2 separate regions of the Gossypium hirsutum genome follow, and region 1 is linked to region 2. The links are chromatin contacts, called in public Hi-C maps. All regions are on one chromosome and are shown on one strand. Each heading gives the region's core, a stretch centred on a gene start, on an enhancer-like site or on the middle of the called end of the contact. The rest is flanking DNA. Distances are from core to core; before and after follow the strand shown. Region 1 has its middle 3.4 kb from the start of LOC107930625. Region 2 has its middle 6.7 kb from the start of LOC107930590.

Evidence for each region. Hi-C and Micro-C count contacts between places; a contact is called where the count stands out from the background.
Region 1: a Hi-C map of leaf shows a contact between it and region 2, with 1.8 times the contacts expected there. The contact joins two enhancer-like sites. A contact is called at or near these places in 2 of 34 Hi-C or Micro-C datasets (both in leaf).

The regions. Positions count from the first base shown.
Region 1 is chrA06:2,978,167-2,983,078 of Gossypium_hirsutum_v2.1, forward strand. No RefSeq gene overlaps it. Among protein-coding and RNA genes, the nearest start is that of LOC107930625, 3.4 kb to the left of the region's middle. Within about 2 kb of position 2,960, at least 8 of the 9 cell types and tissues checked have an H3K27ac peak or open chromatin away from gene starts, as enhancers often do. A contact at or near this core is called in leaf, where this site is marked.
Region 2 is chrA06:2,812,972-2,817,445 of Gossypium_hirsutum_v2.1, forward strand. No RefSeq gene overlaps it. Among protein-coding and RNA genes, the nearest start is that of LOC107930590, 6.7 kb to the left of the region's middle. Within about 2 kb of position 2,225, at least 6 of the 9 cell types and tissues checked have an H3K27ac peak or open chromatin away from gene starts, as enhancers often do. A contact at or near this core is called in leaf, where this site is marked.

The sequences.
Region 1 (4,912 bases), core at 1,710-4,209, 170 kb after region 2:
GTATCATCTTTTCTCAAATTATTTTATATATTATTGATTTTAAAGATTCATTTTTTATTGTTTTACTTTTAAAACTTAGTTATCATCATGTTAAATAGTTTTTATGTTTTATTCGTTTTAATTTTCTTAATACTATATTTTTTAGATCGTCATATATGTTATTCATTTATTTATTTATTTTTTATTTATTTGCTCCTTGATTATTAATGTTAACATTTAAATAATGCTTGTTGAGTGATTATTGTCATTGTGTGTACCTTAATTCATTCACTTGCATCTTTATATTTGTCGTACATTTGGGATGTTATTCTTGTATTATTATTTCATGCTCCATACTCCCTTTTATTTTATTACGTTTAAATCATATCGTGTATTGACCTCAAATGTATTTGTCCAAACATGGACCGTTTTAATCCAAACAAATAATACACGTCGTTTAAGTATCGTACCTGCTATGATTTAAAGACAATTTTCTAATTAAGGCAATGTTTTGCGCTTTGGAACATCAAAGAATTGTGCCCTAACTTACGTGGTTTCGATTTTCTCGTTGATTCTAAATAGCCAAATATCCTTTCAAGTTTTAAAACGCACGGAATTCCAATTTAAATTAAAGACAAACTTGCGCTCGGGAATTCATGATATCATGTCCTAACTTACGGGATGTGATACTCCAATATCTCGAGACGAGGAAGTCTTTAACGATCGTTTTGAGCTAATTCAAGTGTTTTTTTCTTAAAAATTAACGCTAATAAAAAAGGATCGTATTTTAAATTCGTCCTCGATCTTCAATTTTCGACATTAAGACACTAACTAATCAATCCGGTACCAATTTTTGGGAATGTCGAGGGTGCTAACCCTTCCTCGCGCGTAACCGACTCCCGAACTTGTTCTCTTGAATTTCGTAGACCAAAATGCCGTTTTAATGAACTAAAATTTTTTATCTAAAACAAAGGTGATCCGATCACACCAAATAAAGATCGGTGGCGACTCGCGTTTTAATTATCATTTTCAAACCAAAGTCGATTCCTGCGTTTTCAAAAAAATGGTTTCGACACTCTGCATGCTGGGTTGTTATGAAATAGAGTATTTAATTCTCATCTCATTTTCTCTTTCTCTGCTAACTCTCTCTTTCACGACAGTGAAACATGAACCGCAATTCTGCTAATTGCTCGAGTTACTTTGATGCACGAGAGGAAGATGGAGAGATTAGGGCCTTGTTTTTCCTCAATAAGTCATAGTGGGATACCGAAGGTAGACGCAGGAGTGATTTGCGCTTTTTGGATTTGGAAAGAGGTGAAATCACTGAAGTTTTGAGTACGATCCCACCTGATGTTCATTTTGGTTTCTCTGTGGTTACCTCTGGCAACCATGCTTACGTCATTGGGGGAAAGATCGGTCGGGGTCGTAACTATCATTCAACAAGCGATGTTTTCTGCTTTGATTTTAAGCACGCTGAACGTGGGTGGGAACAAGTTACTTCTATGCGGTACCGTTGGAGTTTGCCCGAGGCCCTTGTTGCACAAGGCTCCCCAAACTCTGCGGGATGCAGCAAAGCAAGTTATACGCGTAACTGTTTTGAGTACCTTATATTGAGAATGTGGCGCAACAGGCATGGAGGCATTTATGCGGCTGGAGAGGGTGGATATAGAACCTCTGCTTCATTTTAATCCTTTGAACATACATTTTTGATGCCCTAAATGAAGGTTAGAGCCCCCTTCAAATCATAATTATTTTGGGTTCCATGTGTGTGTATGTATGTGCATGCAGGCGATGTATGTTATTTTTATCTACTCTTACTAAGAGTTTCTTTAATGTCTTGAACATATTGCAGATTGGGAACTGCAATTGCTTGCTTATTAATGTAGCTGATGCAAGACCAATGAGTTCAGCAATGGATGATATTCTTGTAGATATTTCTTTAGAAACAAATTAATACTGTAGATATTTCTTTAGAAACAAATTAATACCGTAGATATTTCTAATATCATGTGTAAAAATTTGAGTTTTTCGTGGTTAAAAGTATTAGGAAGGACTTTATATTAAAAGTAAGATTGCATTTTCACTTGTCTATTCAAAAAATGTGCAAATTAATTCTTATATGTTAGGGGTAATGATCTTAGGTTACTGCAGTTCTCGATGGATAAATATTTGAGGGAAATTAACCCGTCAATATGCTGGGGTGAAGTAGAAAGGCCATGGCATTCACTGATCTCTAGAGACTGCAAACAAGTTAGATTCTGCAACTGTTGTGGCAAAGATCAGAGCTCGTCACACCAACGAATCGTCAAAGATGTTAGGGACACAAAGCTCCCCAAACTTGCTTTACTGGACAGTTAATTCTATTGGATAACTTGCTTTGCTGCATCCCGCAGAGTTTGGGGAGCCTTGTGCAGCAAGTGCCTCGGGCGAACTCCGACGGTACCACATAGAAGTAACTTGTTCCCACCTACGTTCAGCGTGCTTAAAATCAAAGCGGAAAACGTGGCTTGTTGAACGATAGTTACGACCCCGACCGATTTTTCCCCAATGGCGTAAGCTTGGTTGCCAGAGGGAACCATAGAGAAACCAAAATGAACATCAGGTGGGATCGTACTCAAAACTTCAGTGATTTCACTTCTTTCCAGATCCAAAAAGCGCAAATCCCTCCTGCGTCTACCTTCTGTATCCCACTGTGACTTATCGAGGAAAAACAAGGCCCTAATCTCTCCATCTTCCTCTCGCGTATCAAAGTAACTCGAGTAATTAGCAGAATTACTGTTCATGGTTCACCATCGTGCTTTCTAGTGCGGTTGCTGAAGAAAAGAGGAAGAAGAATAACAGAATAGGAGGAAGAAGAAAGAGAGAGTTAGAAGAGAGAGAAAATGAGAGATGAGAATTCAGTACTCAATTTCATAACAACCCAGCATGTAGAGCATGCTTAAAAGGAAATTACAGCTGTCATTCGGTTACAGCTAGCTGTCAAAACGCCTCGTTTTGAAACTAAGCCTTCCCCCTAAAACACAGCGTTTTCATTAAAAGGACTCCCTTCCCCAAAACGTGCTGTTTCCTGACTACATAATAAACTCAACAAATTAATAGAAATTAACTACTGTTTTAACCCCTCTAATTAATAGCCATAACACTTTCTTTTCAATTTTAGGTTTAGTTTCTAGGTAATGTGAGACTGATGAGAACCCTGTTGAATCAAAAAATCAAGATTATGCGATTACAGGCATGGCCTTTCCGTATAGATAGGAGTCTTGTTGGTTGGGTGAATTAGTTTTACGGTTTTCATGCGTTTCTTGCAATCCGATCTTGGATATTAGTATAATAATAAATTTAAATATTGATGTTTATATTTTTTTTTGTTAATTTGACCTTAATTTTAATAAAATCAATAAATTTAGCCTCAATTTTTATACATTTACATAATGTTGCAAGCTAATTTAACAATTAAGATCAAATTAACAGAATGTGTAAGTTTTGAGAGATAAATTTATTTTTATAATAACTAAAATCATGTACAATTAACGAAAAATATTAGTACCGTGATAAATTGTCTTTAATTGCTCATTTTCGAAATTGACACGGATTAAATTACTCTGATTTTTTTATGGACCAATTTGCTCAATATCAAATTTGAGAGGGATTGGACAGATTTTTTTACGTTAACTATCTACATTAAATGGTGCGCAACTGAATTACCAGGGCTGCTACAGAAGAAAAATCTATGCCTCTCATACGACACCAATGAAAAGGCTCTTCCTTAAACTTCCACATCATGTTGAAAGTTGAAATTTTTTAGAGAAAAGTTCAAAGTTGAAAGGGCTTCATTAAACATTGTTGATGACAGAGTCGTATTTTTGCATCATTTGTTGCTTGCTTGATTGGGATTATTGCAGGGTGGATTATGGAGAGAGTGGATTTGTGGTATCTCAACAGCTCTACTCAGCACTTGCAAATATACAGATGGGTCTTATAGAAGATAAAATGGGTTGGACTACATTGTTAAACTAGTTAAACAAACAAAGGTATTTCCTTATTTTCTAGAATATTTAACATCGTTGAATTACCAAGGTGTAGTAGGGTACCAATTCAAAGGTCAGAAAGGTTGTAAGACATTAAAGAGATGGTTAAATCCAGGCCTAATAATTTCATCTTTGTTCATCTACACATTTAGGGATTTTAAATCTATTTTTTCCAGTAGCCCGAGGCCCAATAAGACCTCAAAACAATTAAACAACCTAAAAAGACTTTAAACACCTAAACTATCAGATCCAAAACAAACCCAATCCAACAAACCCAAAACTAAACCATACACCCAAACCCAAAATTAAAAAACCCTAGCCCAAACCTAAGAGGCCCAAAACTTCAAAATTTTCAGAAAAAAACCCTAGTCCCCTAAACCTAATGCCGCCCCTAGTCCCTGGCCTCTTCCACACTGCCGAGGTTAGCGCCTCTGCCACCACTTCCTCCACCCTCGCCACTTGCACCGCCACCTGCAGGAAATAAAGACAGAAGTGACAACAATAATAAGGAAATATATTGTAAATGGCTTTATAAGCCATGCAAAATCAATGTAAAAGAGGGGTTTTTCTTTTTTTTTTGTAATATTCGAGCATCATTTGAATACTAAAACTAATAAAGCAATCAAAGAAGAAAGGAAGTTCAAGAGCAGGCTAAGGTCTTATATATATATTTATATATTTATTTTTCTTTCTTTCAAAATCGCTTATATACATATATATTTATTTATTTTATTTCTTGTTTTTAAAGATATATATTTATACATATTAAAAAGAGGTTAAAAAAAGGAAAGAAAAACTTACCTTTTAATCGCAAAAAAAGGACGATTTTTTTATTTCCGGCCGACGATTTTTTGTAAAAGTGGGGTTGAAAATAAAAATTTTAGAAAATTTTGGCCTTTTATAAT
Region 2 (4,474 bases), core at 975-3,474:
TATAGGAATTGCATTGAAAATCTGCTTATAGCCCCAAGTCCAGTGCCTGCATTGCTGGATACATATAGGGTGGGGCTTTTTAAGTTGAATGTTTGTGGTATTCGATTGTTTTGAGTTACTGGTAGGGATTTAACTATACTACACACTGTGTCTTGTTTCTTAATGCCATGATGGTTCAAAATATGAAGCCTTTGAGGATATTGTTAGAGGGCTTTATCTTTTTGTTTAATGTTGTAGGTTCCATGCTGATTCAGATCATTGAGACATTCATAAGGATTTATAACTACATGTCTTGGTGGGACATTCATTGACATCTCTTACAAATGCCAGTTAAAAGTTTTTGTTGTGTAATGAAACCACTAATAAGGGGAATTATAAACAAACCAAAACATCGTGTGTTACGTGATCCAGTTGGATCCTGTAAATTAAGAGTAAAAAAAGAGGCTTTGTCTGCATGAGGAAAGATACGTACCCACCATGTGTTTCAAAGGGAGATTCTTCAGCACATAGGCATTAGCAACTTTGATGGATTTGACAAGGCCCTTTTCAGGTAGCAAATGGTATATAGGCAATATGGGGTTGGATAGGGATCATTTCATCGGCTATGGTGGTAAATACAATAGTGGAGCCAGTGAGTGGAGTCTCTAACATCTTTAAAAGATAAGCCGTCACAATGAAAAGGCCGTCTTATTTGGATACTTTGCTCCATGAGGAGTCCCATCAACATTAGAATATGTTATACATGACCAAAAACAGTGGGTTTTTTCATTGATTTTCTTTTGTTTTTTCTCTCTAGGCAACTAATGGCCCGGCTCCAGACCCTCTTTGGGTATTTTTCTTTGACCATAATTCATTTCTTGATGTTCTATTTGGTTAACCCATCAGCTTATCACATCATCGTTCGGTGTTATGACTTTTGACCCTCCACTATCTCCATTGCCATCCACTTAAGTACACTGTATTAAGTTGTATTAACCCCTTTTTTAATACAAGAAATGCACTTTCATCTTCAATGCAAGTTTCCTTAAAAAAAAGGGCAACTGTGCTTGTTGGATCAACGAAAAAAATGGTTTTTTTTTTAAGAATTTTATCTATTTTCTTTTAAAAATTGGTTTATGTATGTTAGTATAAGGTATACATAAAATGGTATATGTAATTATCCGATTATTCCATTAGTTTTTAATAGTAGAAATGATGAAATTTTTAGTATAAATAATCAGTTTACTTTTAAATTTAACAAACATGAACTAGTTTATTTATTTATTTAGTAAATGAATGTAAAATGAAATATAACTTTTAATATAGAGACTTATATAATACTTTTATCTAGTGAACGAGGGGTAATAAGTTTGATATTTTTTTAGTATGGTTTTGAGTTCTTTATCTTATGGATGAAAAAACATGTTGAGAAAGCTTGCACGTCAAAAGCTCGACTTTACACCCAGCCGAAGCTCTGGTGGCTATTAAACATAGGGTGTTAGACAAAAAGGAAAGGGTACCAAATCCAAAATCCAACAAATAAGTTGGAGAAGATGGGGGGGGGGAGGGAGGGAAAGAAGTGGAAAAAACTAATAGCAATGGACAAAAGAGAGAGCTCTTAGCTTTAATTGACAATTAACTGTGATCACGTGAAGAAGTTTTGAAATACTATGAAAAAAAGGGGAGGATGCTTTCCTTTTCTTCACATTCCTTGCAAGTCAAAAACATGTTTGGTCTTAAAAAACCAACATTACTATAAAAAGAAACATCCTTCATAGGTTTTCTGCCATTAACAAGCAGAAAGAGAGAGTAAAGGAAATAAGTTAACATTTCAAAACCCATATACCATTCAAAATAACAACATTAAAGGCACATGTGGGACTTATGGGGTATCTTGGAGAAGTTACTGCTGAAAAAGTAAGCCCCACATCCCCCATTCCCCATCCACCATTCTTTATTTCTCTTGTTTTTTATTTTGGAATTCTTCCATACCAAAAGTTATTAATTACCCCTCCCCTTCTTTTTTCACTCTTTTGGCAATTAATAGAGCATAGAGAGGATGTCTTTAGGATATGGCTTGTTTAATTGATTTGTTTTGCTTGATTGAGGATTATAAATGATGAAGTTTCTTTTGGTTTGTTTAGGTAAAAGCTAGGTTGACAAAAAGAAGGAGCTAGTGGTCTATTTTTAAATATACATCAATGCCAAGCTGTCCCTCAACTTGCTTATCTCTCAAAACCTCTCCTGAGGAAACAAAGAAAAGAAGGAGAGAGAATCTAAGTTGATTACGACATGACATATGGACTTAGATCTTTGATATGTCACCACTGGTTTTTTTCAAAGGGAAGCTATAAAGTAAGTGACAAATAGGGAAAAGTGTCCAGGAAGGTAAGGGTTTAAAAACAACTTTAAATTGTCAGGTTTGCAAAAGGGTCCTCTTAGTTAAGCCTTATAGAAGGATACATATGAGAGAGAGATAGAGGTATAGGATATTTAGCAGCTAAAATAAACAGCTAGCGAGTTACTGAGTCACAGCTGTTGCTGTCCTTGTGAAAATTTGGGGTATATCAATCCATCTATCTCTTAATCTCACTTTCCTTTTTCCTCTGTTGGCCCCTCTTATTGGCTATTGGCTCTTGTTGTGGATCTTTCATTAGATTTTGTTTGGATTTTGTGTGTTCTCACGTGATTCTCATAACTCCCTTTCCCCACATTTAAGTCTCAAAGTCTCAGCTACACAACCTCTTCCTCAGACAGGGTTTTAGCAGCACTAGTTCAATAAGTTAAACCATTAGTAAATGCATGAATTTCTCCAATTATCCTTGGGATTTTGGTTTGTCTCTAGAAGGGTTTTCTTTTTTTCCCTAATGATCCTACATGGACGAACAACAACCAAGCAAAAAGCTCAAAGCTGGAAGCAGCCTGTCTTCCATATCTTGTTCTTGTTTTAAACATTTTGGTCAAATTATGTTTTGGTCATTCTACTATATTTAAATTGTGGGTTCAGTCCTTTGGTCTCTACTCTTACAATTTGATTCGAATCCAAATAGTTAACTACTCCTTTTTAACTGCTAATATGAAATTTTCTTAAGAACCCATGTCAACATTAACATTTTAAACGGATGACAATTATTTGATCTAATTCATCGTAATTTACCAAATATTTTCAAATGCTACTTGGCTTGCCTTGTCTTGTCTTTGAGTCCGCAGTAATATTCTCTATGCATTATCTCTATTCTATAGGAACTAAGCTGAGGGAAAACTCATGTTTATTGCATTTTATTGTTTCTAATTGATGGTTGCTTTAGAACAAATCTTTGCCCATGGATTTTGCTGAAAGCTGGTTCTGCAGAGAATTAGAACCACATGATTTGGTTATGATTATTACTTAGTACATCTATTTTAGTAACTTGATATTATAATTGTGGTCTTTTATTTCTTTGACTAATTGGGTTTTATGTTTTGATAAATTTTTAGTTTTCTTTTTATTTTTTATCATAACTTTTCAAAAAGTTAAAAGTTTTTGAAAAGTCATATGGGATCAAATTACTCTCTTTATTATTAAATTAATTAATTTAATCTATTTAATAATAGAGAAATTAATTTAATTAAATTTCTTTATATCACCTTTAAAAAAACATTTAACTATCGATTTTTTTATACCTTGAGTGGTAAAAAGTGTAACGTCTTTTAAAATTTCAGATTCAAATCTTATGACAATAGAAAACACTTATTAAAAAACTTTAACCTCACTCTTTATTTAAAAATTTGACTCAAAATTTAATATAACTATCGAATACAAAAACACTTTTTATTTAAAAATTTGACTCGAAATTTAATATAACTATCGAATACAAATAGATATAGGAGTTTAATTGTTTCCTCAGTTTCAAATTCTATGTCACAAAGTCCATATTGTCCTTTGGAAACACAATAAAAAATGGACTGACTCCCACTGAGGATAAAAACATTTTCTAATGCAAACTGTTTTCTACTGTTTTTGTCTTTTGAAACAGTGATTTCTTTTTCTCTTTTTTTTTCCCCTTTTACTGCAGATTGTAAGGTCCACATCTCTGACTAAAATACAAACCCTGCATGCATATTCAACAATGGGACAAAATTGGTTCCTCTTATTGTTTGCTTTTTTTGTTGATTGTTTCCCTTAAATATATATACATATATTTATATATTACATTACATTTACAATTTTCTCAACCATTTCACTTAAATTAAGCCTTTGATAATGGAGAAGATTAACATGTGTTTCTTCTAGTTGTCTACTGTTCAATAATGGACTTCAATATATGCCTGTATAATTGTGTTGCAGTCAAATATTTGCTTATTTCTTCCATTTCACTATATATATATATAGTTACTAGATCACAGTTACTGTTCAAAGTACTGCAAATAGTGAAGAACAATATAGATTGCAAATATAGGTTTTGGCTTTTGCTTCTCCATTTTTTTTTCTATTTTCCTAGCAGATTGGTATTTG